2 separate regions of the Mus musculus genome follow, and region 1 is linked to region 2. The links are chromatin contacts, called in public Hi-C maps. All regions are on one chromosome and are shown on one strand. The core of a region is the stretch at or near the end of the contact, and the rest is flanking DNA. Distances in the headings are between cores, read along the strand shown. Region 1 has its middle 60 kb from the start of Gm24965. Region 2 holds the start of Ufl1 (UFM1 specific ligase 1).

Region 1 (5,823 bases), core at 1,756-4,255, 720 kb before region 2:
AGACATTTTTAAATTTTTAAAATTAATGTATTTAATTTTTACATGTTTCAATGCCTTGTTTGCCTGTGCATGACTGCATGTCGCATCCAGAGAACTGAGAAGAGAGCATCAGATTCCCCAACAGTGGCTTTACCAGTAGTTGTGATCCACCATGTGCTGGGGCTTAGAATGAGTCCCGAGTCCTCCGGAGGAGGAACCAATGCTACCCATCTCTGAGCCTTTTCTCCAGCTCCATAACTGGCTTTCTTAATATGAAAGAAGTTTATCATGGACAGAAAAGGCTACCCTTGGCATCAACTCTTCCCACGAGGGGGACTTTGGAATTTTTGTTGTCCACCATTTATTTAAAATGATTCTCCAAAAACCCATGAAAGACTGTTGGTGAATTACATAAGTCCTTCAATTGACCCCTTCATACATAAGACCTAAATATAATTATTCCAAATGATCTAGAAGTGATACAGCTTTGCAGTAAGCTAAAAGACCATGTGGATTAACTGTTAATATATTACTCTAAGTGGGTATGGGTCCAACTAGTAAAAAGTCAAGACACTTGAGCCACTTTCTTTTGTCAGACAGATACCAAAGTAACTGGCAAAGTAATGTACTTGGGAAATTTTACTAAAAACAAACAAAAATATGGAAATAAATGCCAAGTCATATTTTTCTTATCATTTCTCTACAGATTTCTCTGGTTTCTGTGCATCTCACAAATCAGACATTAATTCCTTTCTCTTCCAGACTGCTCTTTCACAGCTATTTATATAGCCATTAATTTGGAATTAAACAGTCTATCCTTGCCTTCAGGTCAAGGGCAGGATTGGCTATCACAGTCTTGAAAATAGAGATAAGATGTCCCTCTGGAAAACAAATAACAAGTGCATGAAAGATTTGTGTTCAGTGAAGTGAGAGGTGCTTTCTTAAACTGCAAACCACAGTACCCACAGTGGATCCACATTTCACCTTTGGTATTGCCCAGTTGTAGCTGAAGTTTCCAAGATCATTCAAGGACAGCTGATCCTCTACTTTATGCATTTGTGATGGATAAAATGTCCTTGGTTACTGAGCCAGGACTTTTGAGTTTTCTCTATCTAGCATGCTGTCTTTTTAGCATCTAAATTGGATAAAATCTAAAACCCTAAGGAGTTCCTGGCACACTTCCGTTTTCTAAGTGAACTTTTCACATAACATTTATTTTTAAAACATTACTTCAACTATTGTCATGCATTTATAAAATAAATTGTTATTGTGTTTCTTAGTTGATTATGAACTTTCAAGGTTCATGCATTGTGTTGAAAATAGGGTCTGTTACTCTTTACATCTTTTCTATCTCTCTCTGAAAAGATTATCAAATTTTACAATGGGTTCTCAGACTTTCCTGTAGCCATAGATACTGTTATGAACTGAAAGTTTATTTCATCTTTTTGACAGGTTGTTTCATAGAAATGCTGAGATAAAAGTGTTCTCATTTTATAAGCATATGTAATGTTGGTCTTTTTAGAAGAAACATTTCATTAATCTTCAGATATTGAGAGACTGACCATTTTAAAATCATTTTTGAAATCGTTACTTATATATTTTGAAATCGTTATATATATCGTTACTTATATATTTTGAAATCGTTATATATATACATATACATACCTATATCTATACCTATACCTATACCTATACCTATACCTATACCTATACCTATACCTATACCTATACATATACCTATACATATATACATGTGTGCCAATGGGCATGCAGTTGCGCTCAGAGGAAAGAATATGGTATCAGATTTCCTTAAACTATAGTTCAGGAGGTTGTGAACCACCAGAAGTAGGTTCTGAGAACCTCCACAAGAGCTGCATTTCTCTTAAATGCTTAGCCAATCTCCATTGCCAATTTTTAAAATCTTATTCACAGACAGTTATTTTTAGTCCCCACTATACCACATTAACAACAGAAAACAGAACCACACTACTATTATTTCTCAAAGGTAAAGAGAAAATAATTACACTCCTTTGTTTTCTTGGCCTTGCCAACTTCTGCTATAATTACATAATTAGGAAATTATCTTAAAGTCAGTAAATCAGAGAAGGTGTAATGGAAAGACGGAACTAAAATTAATTGTGTGCTAACTATATCTACTGATACTATTATTAGTGAAAATATGTGAAAGAAATATGAATATTTACTCATCCTTCCATTTGCACACTTTTGTTCACTGTATAACATAAGCTCTGTGAAGAGATGTTTTGTTCTCACTAGGGATTTCCACAGTTCTGATGAGGAATTTGAAATGAGATTTCAATATGAAATATCTTAAATAATATACTCACTTTCTGGTTCTGATTCACCTTATCGACTCTATACATAGCACAATATGACCAACATACAAATTAACTGAACTTGTTTTCATGGGGAAGATTAGAAGACATACAAATAGTACAGAACTCCAATACAGTGCACCTATAATATGTGCTTTCCATACAAATAAGCATATATAGCGCTTCAATTTGCTTATAATTAAAAGGAAAGACATCTGACACGTTAATAATATGGGAAATGTTGAGATAAACAGAAAAAATTAAATCGTTTCATAAGGTCAATTGTATTTGAAATAAAAACAAAGCAGTTATTAATTTTGTGCTGACACACCAAGATCTGTCAACAAGCAATAAGAATCTGTTTACACCTTGGCAGATGGCTCCTCAGGCAGTTAACACAGCGGGAAACAGGTTTATAAAGGAACCTGCCAAACAAAATAGGGCAAAGCTAAACCATACTAGGAGGAGAGTTCTCTGCTTTATGCTCTCTCTTAATAGGGGGTGGGGGTGGGGGGGACATGCCTTATAGCAATGTACATCAAAAAGAGATTCTGATTAGAAATAGAACTTTAAATTAAACAAACATTGCAAATCCAATCTGAGCTTAAAAATCGATGCCCATAAATAAGAATCTTCTTGGCCACCAGTTATATGGGAGACATAAACACCTGCTTCCTATAGCAGCTGTCAATTTTAAAAATCAAGAAAGTTAATAAAACACAGAAGGAAACCCCCAGCAATAGGAGGCTCTGTCATGGGCTAATATAACTTGTTTTGTGGAGAACATACTATGGGTATAGAGGATGGTATGAAATCCCTTTACTTGTGTCTTGGTTTCCTTCTTAGGCACTGCTGATGTGTCTCCAAGTGTTTATACACTATTGTCTCCCCCTGAGGCCATTCCTGTCCTCTGTCATGTACTATCATATGTGACCTCACAACATTACTACATGGATAGGTAGTAACATTCTCCTATGTGAAACAGTCACTATAATTTTGTTAGCAGTAATGCCTTCCTGAATGAAAACATATAAAAGTTTCCTTTTTAGAAAAAAAAAATCATAAGTAAAAGCTAAAAGGTGATTGAACTTGCAAAACAACCCACCCAAATTTTAAAATACTTCAGTGATTTTCATGGACCTTGATTTTAAAATAAACTATTACACTGATAAAAATTGATGTTTAAATTCCTAACATAGACTATCTAATGACTTGACTGAACACATAGCACAGCCATTGACTGTACAATCTGAAAAGTTTAAGACAGTATGTAGTATAGAGCCTTGCTATTACCAAGTTCTTTTCCTTGAATAAAATCAGTCACCGGGTTATGAAAAGAATTCTCAGAGAAGCTGAAGCATGGTTTTACTTTCAAGAACATGGGTTCCTGAATATAATGATATATTCAACTCATACTAATTGTAGGCATAATATTGCTTCAAAGGAGGAATGTCCAAAGAATCACATTGGGGTCTGATGTAGGCATCCATAAACACCAACCTCAAACCAACATGCCCAGTTCTTCGCATCCTGCCATTTTTGCTGATTACTTTTATGGTTTTTAATCTGTCCTCTTCCTAAATAGGACAAAGAGTAAGTGTAATAAAAGAAGGTTCTGCTCTCAGATCTGCCTATCATTACAAAGAATTGTACATTTTCTCTCTTGTATATGACATCAAAATAGTATGTAACTTCTTCATAAAATGGGAGATCTTTTAAAAATCCATTCAGTTATTTAGAAAAAAAAAGCTTGTTGTACAAATGTCATATAATATTATTGTATTATGTAATTTTGTCATTAACCTGAACTAAATTCACAATGAAAACTTGGTCAACATTCAAAAGTCATAGTTCTTTCACTTTAGGAGAAAATACATGTTTTTTTTTCCTAAAGGTATTAAAGGCTATTTAACACACAACAGAATCCAGCTCTTACAAATTTCCGAAGAAGGCAAAATTCTACGGAGCTCATTTGTCAACATTTTCACAGAAATCCCTGATTAAATAAAATAGGGCAAGTTAGAGGCCAATAAGGTGACATGGAGAAAGTAAGACTGATGTTCTGCACCTTTACAGAAACCTAAAGCTCTGGGTAGTTTCCTTTCCCAGACAGTGAAGGCAGAAGGAAAAGTAGATTGACCGCAGAGAACTCTTAAAAAGTAAAACCATGGCAAGTTAGTTCATTAATAAACTAACAGATAGTAAATGTTTAATAGGTGTCCTCCAGGGACCCTTGTACTTTACTCCTGTGGAATTTAACATCTATGTGCCTGTGACTACACAGTTCAGTTCTAGAAATTACATCCTTGAAATAGTCATCACAACAAGATACATCAAAGTGAAACATTTTATCCTTCCTATGTTAAGCATCAGTTATCTCCATACCACCATGAGAGCAAATAGTGTCAGATAGCTTAAAAACAATTTAAACATTACATCATTAATTTAATTGTGTTATTCTGCTACATAGTAAAAAGTGTATGGGGCTTTTCATCTGCCCACCCAGACCTCAGAGATCAGGCTAAACAGTGAGGTAGTTATGTTGACTAAGTAATTAGTAAGGAGTGACTCTGCCATCCCCTGAAACATCTGTGCAAAATTGTTTCACTTCATGCCCATAAGCCAGCCAATGCTAATACAGACACCTGCTCTTCTCCTTGACATCACTTCTGATGCAGTGAATTATGCCTTCGTTGCTGGATCTGCTCAGATTGCTGGCCATTTAAAAGAGAGTAAATAAAAGGCCCCAGAGACGAATCTAGAAGGCTATCACCCTGAGCACACACTTGTTAGCTGATTTCTGAGTATGTTTTGATTGCCATCAGCCTGAAGTCTTCACTTCCTTCCTAAAGAAACCATTGTAGCATAGAAGATGGCTTCTTTGACTCTGAAAACAAATACTCTGATAAAGGAAAGACAATTCAGAGCCTGAATGTTATGTCATCTGAATCCCTTTGTTGCCACAGTCACTTTTCAGGCAACAGATTTCCAAGTAGTAGCACAAAGACGATATAGCCCTCCTTCCTGGCCATTGCCTCTCCTATTCATTACACATTCCCCACATTCCCAAAATAATATCACCTCTGTCGCTTCTGATATGCACTGGCAAGATTAATGCCATTAATGATGCACATTAATACATTAAAGCTGTAGACATAAGACTAAGACCTCTATGTCTTTACAGACAACTGCTTTGTAATGATATAGGAACAAAGAAAACAAAGGCTTACCCAGTTCACGAATACAGTATTTTTTTTGGGACTGAAATACACCTATTAATCTTTGAGTTATATATAATTTTAATTATTATGAAAGACTTGAGTAGTATCCAAATAACAAATGTTATATTGTTTCACACAAACACTCACTCTGAATATCCTGAATATCCTGAAAGAAAAAACAAACAAACAAACAGAAATGTTGGCTCAGGATAATTTTAATCTAAGATATAAAGAGTGCCTAACATCTTGACGTTTCAAAGACCTGTCCAGCATAAACAGACCTGTGT
Region 2 (5,639 bases), core at 2,228-4,727:
ACTTAAGCTTTGTACAAGGAGATAAGAAGAGTTCACCAATTTGCATTCTTCTACATGCCCACTGCCATTTGAACCAGCACTGTTTGTCGAATATGCTGTCATTTTTTCCACTGGATGGTTTTGGCTTCTTCATATCTCAGAAGAAAGAAATCAAAGACCTCAGAAGATAGAAAGATCTCCCATGCCCATGGATAGGCAGGGTTAACATAGTAAAAATGGCTGTCTTACCAAAAGCAATCTACAGATTCAATGCAATCCCTATAAAAATTCCAATGCAATTCTTCACAGAGATAAAGAGAGCAATTCTCAAATTCATCTAGAATAACAGAAACCAGGATAGCGAAAACTATTTTCATCAATAAGAGAACTTTTGGTAATACTATGTACAGTTTTCTGAGGAACCACCAGACTGATTTCCAGAGTGGTTGTACCAGCTTATAATCCCACCAGCAGTGGAGGAGTGTTCCTGAGGACCCAACTATACCACTCCTGGGCATATACCCAGAAGATGATCCAACATGTAATAAGGACACATGCTCCACTATGTTCATAGCAGCCCTATTTATAATATCTAGAAACTGGAAACAACCTAGATGTCCCTCAACAGAGGAATGGATACAGAAAATGTGGTACATTTACACAATGGAGTACTACTCAGCTATTAAAAACAATGACTTCATGAAATTTACAGGCAAATGGATGGATCTAGAAAATATCATCCTGAGTGAGGTAACTCAATCACAAAAGAACACACATGGTATGTACTCACTGATAAATGGATATTAGGCAAAGAGCATGGAATCCCCAAGATACAACTCACAGACCACATGAAGCTCAAGAAGAAGGAAGACCAAAGAGTGAATGCTTCAGTCCTACTTAGAAGGGGGAACAATATAATCAAGGGAAGTAGAGGGTGGGAGGGATTTGGGAGGAAGAGAAGAAGAGGAGGGGTAAAAGAGGAGAATCAGGTATGGGAGGAGATGGAGGAGACGTACAGAGCGTCAGGAAATTGAACAGAGATGTGTAGCAATGGGGGATGGGGAGCTGGGGGTAGCCACAACCAGTCCCAGATGCCAGGAAAGCAAGAGGCTTCCAGGACCCAACAGGGATGAGATTAGCTGAAATGCCCAACAAAGGGGAGGGAGAACCTGTAGAGACCATATCCAGAGGTTAGGCAAGGCCCATGGTTGGGGCATGGGGCCACCTACTCATCTCCAAATTCTTAACCCAGAAGGGCTCCAGTCAAAATATAGAGACAAAGTGTGGAGCATAGACTGAAGGAAAGGCCATCCAGATACTGCCCCACCTGGGGATCCATCCCATACAGTCACCGAAGCCAGACATTATTGCTTATGCTAAGAAGTGCTTGCCGAAAAGAGCCTGATATTGCTGTCTCCTGAGAGGCTCTGCCAGAGCCTGACAAATACAGAGGTAGAGGCTCAAAGCCAACCATTGGGCTGAGCACTGGGTCCCCAATGGAGAAGTTGGAGAAAGACTGAAGGAACTGAAGGGGTTTACAACCCCATTGGAAGAACAATAATATCAACCAACCAGACCCCACCCCCACCCCTGAGCTCCCAGGTACTAAACCACCAACTATACACTTGGATGGCTCCATGTGTATGTGTAGCAGAGGATGGCATTGTCTGCATCAATAGGAGGAGAAGACCTTGGTCCTATGAAAGCTGTATTACCCAGTGTAGGGGAATGCCCTGGTGGGAAGGTAGGAATGGGTGGGTGGTAGGGGAAGCATCCTCATAGAAGCTGGGAGAGGGAAGGATGGGAGAAGGGAGTTCCAGAGGGGAAACCAGAAAAGGGGATAATATTTGAAGTGTAAATACATAAAATATCCAATGAAAAAGGAAAAAGAAAAGAAAAGAAAGGAAGAAAGAAGGAAAGAAATTCTCCTTTGAGAACTCTTGAGCCATGTCTACACACTATTCCAACAAGGCCACACCTCCAAATAGTGTCACTCCCTGGGTTAAGCATATACAAATCATCACATCAACCACGTACTTTATATCTTATAGCACTAGGAGGAAGGATGTCAAATGTTTAATCTTGGATAATATATGTTAGGTGTTTGATATAATGCAAATGTTATCCATGTATGCATATGTTCAAGCATCACAGTGTTTCATTGCTGTCTCTAATTTGTTTTTATGTCAAAAGACAATTTCTAAATGATTCCAAGAATGTGTAATAAATCCTGTACACACTGTAGCTAAAGACATCAACTATCCACAGACTGTCTGCATGTCAACATTAACAAGGTATTTGTACAACTACAGACAGCTATCATAAAATTTTATAAAGAATGGAATGTCAGCTCTCCAAATCTATACAAGTTCGTTCTTTAAAAGAATCTCCTACCCTTTAAAAAACAGCTGCGTAGTGTTTGCTCTGTTTAAAGTTCCTCTGTAATATCATATATTGGTCAAAAATTACTACCTCCCTCCCTCCCTCCCTCCCTCCCTCCCTCCCTCCCTCCAAAGCACTTAAAATGATGGGTGGGAAGATGCTTGAAGGTTAAAGTGCTCTCTGTGCAAGCATACAGACTTGAATTCAGAGCCCAAGCTCATCTTGAAACCTGGGTATGATCATCAACCTGACTGGGAGATGAAGCCAGGAGGAAACTCAGGGGCTGGCTGGCCAGTAAACCTACTTGATGGGAGGCTGGCCTACCTTTCTGAGAGAGTCTGCTTCAAAGGATAAGATGGAATGCCAAGCTTTATCATGGAGTTCTCTAAATTTAATCAAAGCTAGGCACTTCAGAAGCCAAATGGATTTATCTACTGGACGTGTTATATGGACTAATATATTTACATAGGAAAGAAGCAAAATATTCTTTACTAAGTACAATCAGCCTTCTGATTTCCCCATTGATTAAGATTGGAAAATGGTATGTGTGAATAAACAATGGCAGCAGTTATCTTGTCTAAGAAGTACAATGCCATTGCCTTCCCTAGTTTCACTCCCAGCAACGATTATTCCTTTGTCCGAGTAAATAATAATAATAATAATAATAATAATAATAATAATAATAATAATAAGCTTTAGAACACATGAACTGAAGTCCATGGCGTTTGCTATACCCAAATAGATTCATTTTGGAAGAACAAAATTCAAACTGATGCAGTAGTGTGGAACAAGTTTCTCTAAAACTGACTTCATTCTTGGCTCAAGTAAAAGCCCCATTCACTGTTCAAAGTGGATTAGTCACGGTTTGTAAGAGTCCCACAAAAGAAGTATGTCTCGTCCGCTCAGCAAGGGCGGAAGATCATTTGATGGTTGCTGGACAGAAACAGGAACCTTGCAAAAAGGATTACTGAGTCAGCATCAGCTTGGCTTTGTAGGAGTTTAGGAAGCCGCTTCCCGCAGGCCACGCCCAGCTGAGGGCGGAGAGCTCGGCAGTCGCGTTTCTGTTCGCGAATTTCCTTGACGCAGGTCTCTTGGCCCTCTGCGCGGTCCGTCCCGGGGTGCCTGCGGCAGGCTGAAGGCTGACGTGTCTGCCGTTTCCCTGTGTCGGGGCGAGCGGAGCAGTGATGGCGGACGCCTGGGAGGAGATCCGGCGGCTGGCGGCTGACTTCCAGCGGGCGCAGTTTGCAGAGTCCACGCAAAGGTGCTGGTTCCCTGCGGTGTGGAGCCGGCTTAGGCCCGGGACGCTGCCCCGCTCCCGCACTGCCTGCCGGAACGCGGTGGGACCCCGGAGCCGGTCTGCTGCGGCGGCTGTCGGTAGAGGCGCTCGCTGCCCGGCCTAGGGCGAGCTTGCAAAGTCCCCAGTGCAGCGCGCAGCAAGTAGTCTGTCCCTCCTCCAAATCCTTTTTACGTGCAGCCACAGATCTAAGCCAGGCCCACATGCCATCTGTCATATTTTAGGGACTCCGGGACACCAACTTTTCTACACTCCAGAAATGGGGGAGTGGCCGAATTACCCCGACTCTGCGCCCGTGATTACACATCGCATATATAAGGCGAATAGACTTTGTCTCCCTGTCAACGAGTTCTTGTAGTATTTTATTTCTCTTGGACCTAAACACAGTAGTCCGTTGATGCTGTTCTATAACATTGAGAGCTACAGACATACATACACTCTCACAACAAACAAACAACAAAACCCGGGGAAAAAATTTAGTGCAAGATGGCTGTGAGTAGCTAACATTATAGTACCTATAGTTCTGCTAAGCCACATGACCTGTCTGTACACCAACTGTACCAGTAAGGCCAACATACTGTGATTTTAAAGAAAAGTTTGTTTGTTTTCAGCTGGAAAATTTGATACTTGAAGGCAGGACTAGGAGAGAACATCTGTAGAATCATAATACAGTGACGTGTGTGAATTAAATAAATAATTCAAGGGAATATAAACCTACTCTCAAGTTTTCTTTTTAAATTACTCAACCAATATCATCATACTAATAAAGGACAGATTTTGTAATGTAGAAGTTACTCAAAATTTTGCTTTCAAATACCTGGGGGGGGGGGGGGCGGCATAGCAAGTACACTCTTAAACTCCTGGCTTCGCACAGGTTGTCAGAGCGGAACTGCATTGAGATTGTGAATAAATTGATCTCTCAGAAACAGCTGGAAGTAGTCCATACACTTGACGGCAAGGAATATATCACTCCAGCCCAAATCAGTAAAGAAATGAGAGACGAGCTACATGTCCGAGGTGGTAAGTAATTCCTCAGTGTCATGCTTTTGTCTTTACCGGATGTTTGAAGAAAATACATTAAATTAAAAATAAGTACTTACGTGGAGGTTATAGGGCATTCTCCTCAATGGCTCCTTCTTTCCTCTTTGTGTTGGGTATCAGATCCAGAGCACAAACTAGGCAAATACTACCCCTGAGCTGTAACCCTTCTCTACTGATAACTTGATGATCAGCCTTCATAGGATCATGCAGTCAACCTTCGTATGTTCATATGAACATAATCTTACAGGTTCATGCAAACATGACCTTAACTATTGCCACTTAACAAATACCATGTTTTTGTTGTATTGAATTAAATGTACTATATATGTGTGTATGTGTATATATACCATATATATATATATATATATATGTGATATATATAGTATATATGTGGTATATATATGCATATACATATATGTATATATGTATATATGTGTGTGTATATATATGTATGTGTGTATAATATATATATATACCCACACTTCATGACCTAGGGGTGAATACCTAGCTGCCAGTGATCAGGTACTTAATTATAAAGGAGAAATAGAGATTTCATAAAGTTTTAAGATCTCAAATATTAAAGCTGCATTACTAAGTTTAAGAAACTTTGTAAATTGATGTACTGTGGCCTGAGGCCCACCATATTATGAAGTGCAGTTAGCACCATCAAACGTAAAATATTGTTTTGCTTTATGTTTTTGAAATTTGAGCAATTGAGCAGACTGAGCAGTTTGACTGAAACAGAAACAGCCTGTCACTAGATACCACTTGGGTCTAGCCTGGGTGTTTTGTTTCTTTCTGCAGGAGTGCTAATAACACGTGAGCTGTGATTTGCATTATCTAACAGATCCTCTCTTGCTGATAGACACTCGTTTCAGTTTTGAGCAATGGGGAAATCATCTTAATTTAGCTGCAGGCATTTCCTCTGGTCATTTTAGCTGAG

What was found. Hi-C and Micro-C count contacts between places; a contact is called where the count stands out from the background.
Region 1: a contact with region 2 is called in a Hi-C map of cerebellum, with 2.1 times the contacts expected there. The contact joins the enhancer-like site here to the promoter of Ufl1 in region 2. A contact is called at or near these places in 4 of 39 promoter capture datasets (hippocampal neurons, liver and stem cell-derived epiblast-like cells) and 1 of 484 Hi-C or Micro-C datasets (cerebellum).

Annotation. Positions count from the first base shown.
Region 1 is chr4:25,997,468-26,003,290 of GRCm38.p6, reverse strand. No RefSeq gene overlaps it. Among named protein-coding and RNA genes, the nearest start is that of Gm24965, 60 kb to the right of the region's middle. Within about 2 kb of position 3,005, at least 2 of the 459 cell types and tissues checked have an H3K27ac peak or open chromatin away from gene starts, as enhancers often do. A contact at or near this core is called in cerebellum, where this site is marked.
Region 2 is chr4:25,279,659-25,285,297 of GRCm38.p6, reverse strand. Ufl1 (UFM1 specific ligase 1) reads left to right here and starts at 3,477. Exons shown (of 20, transcript NM_001355512.1): 1 at 3,477-3,622; 2 at 4,530-4,675. The coding sequence starts at 3,546.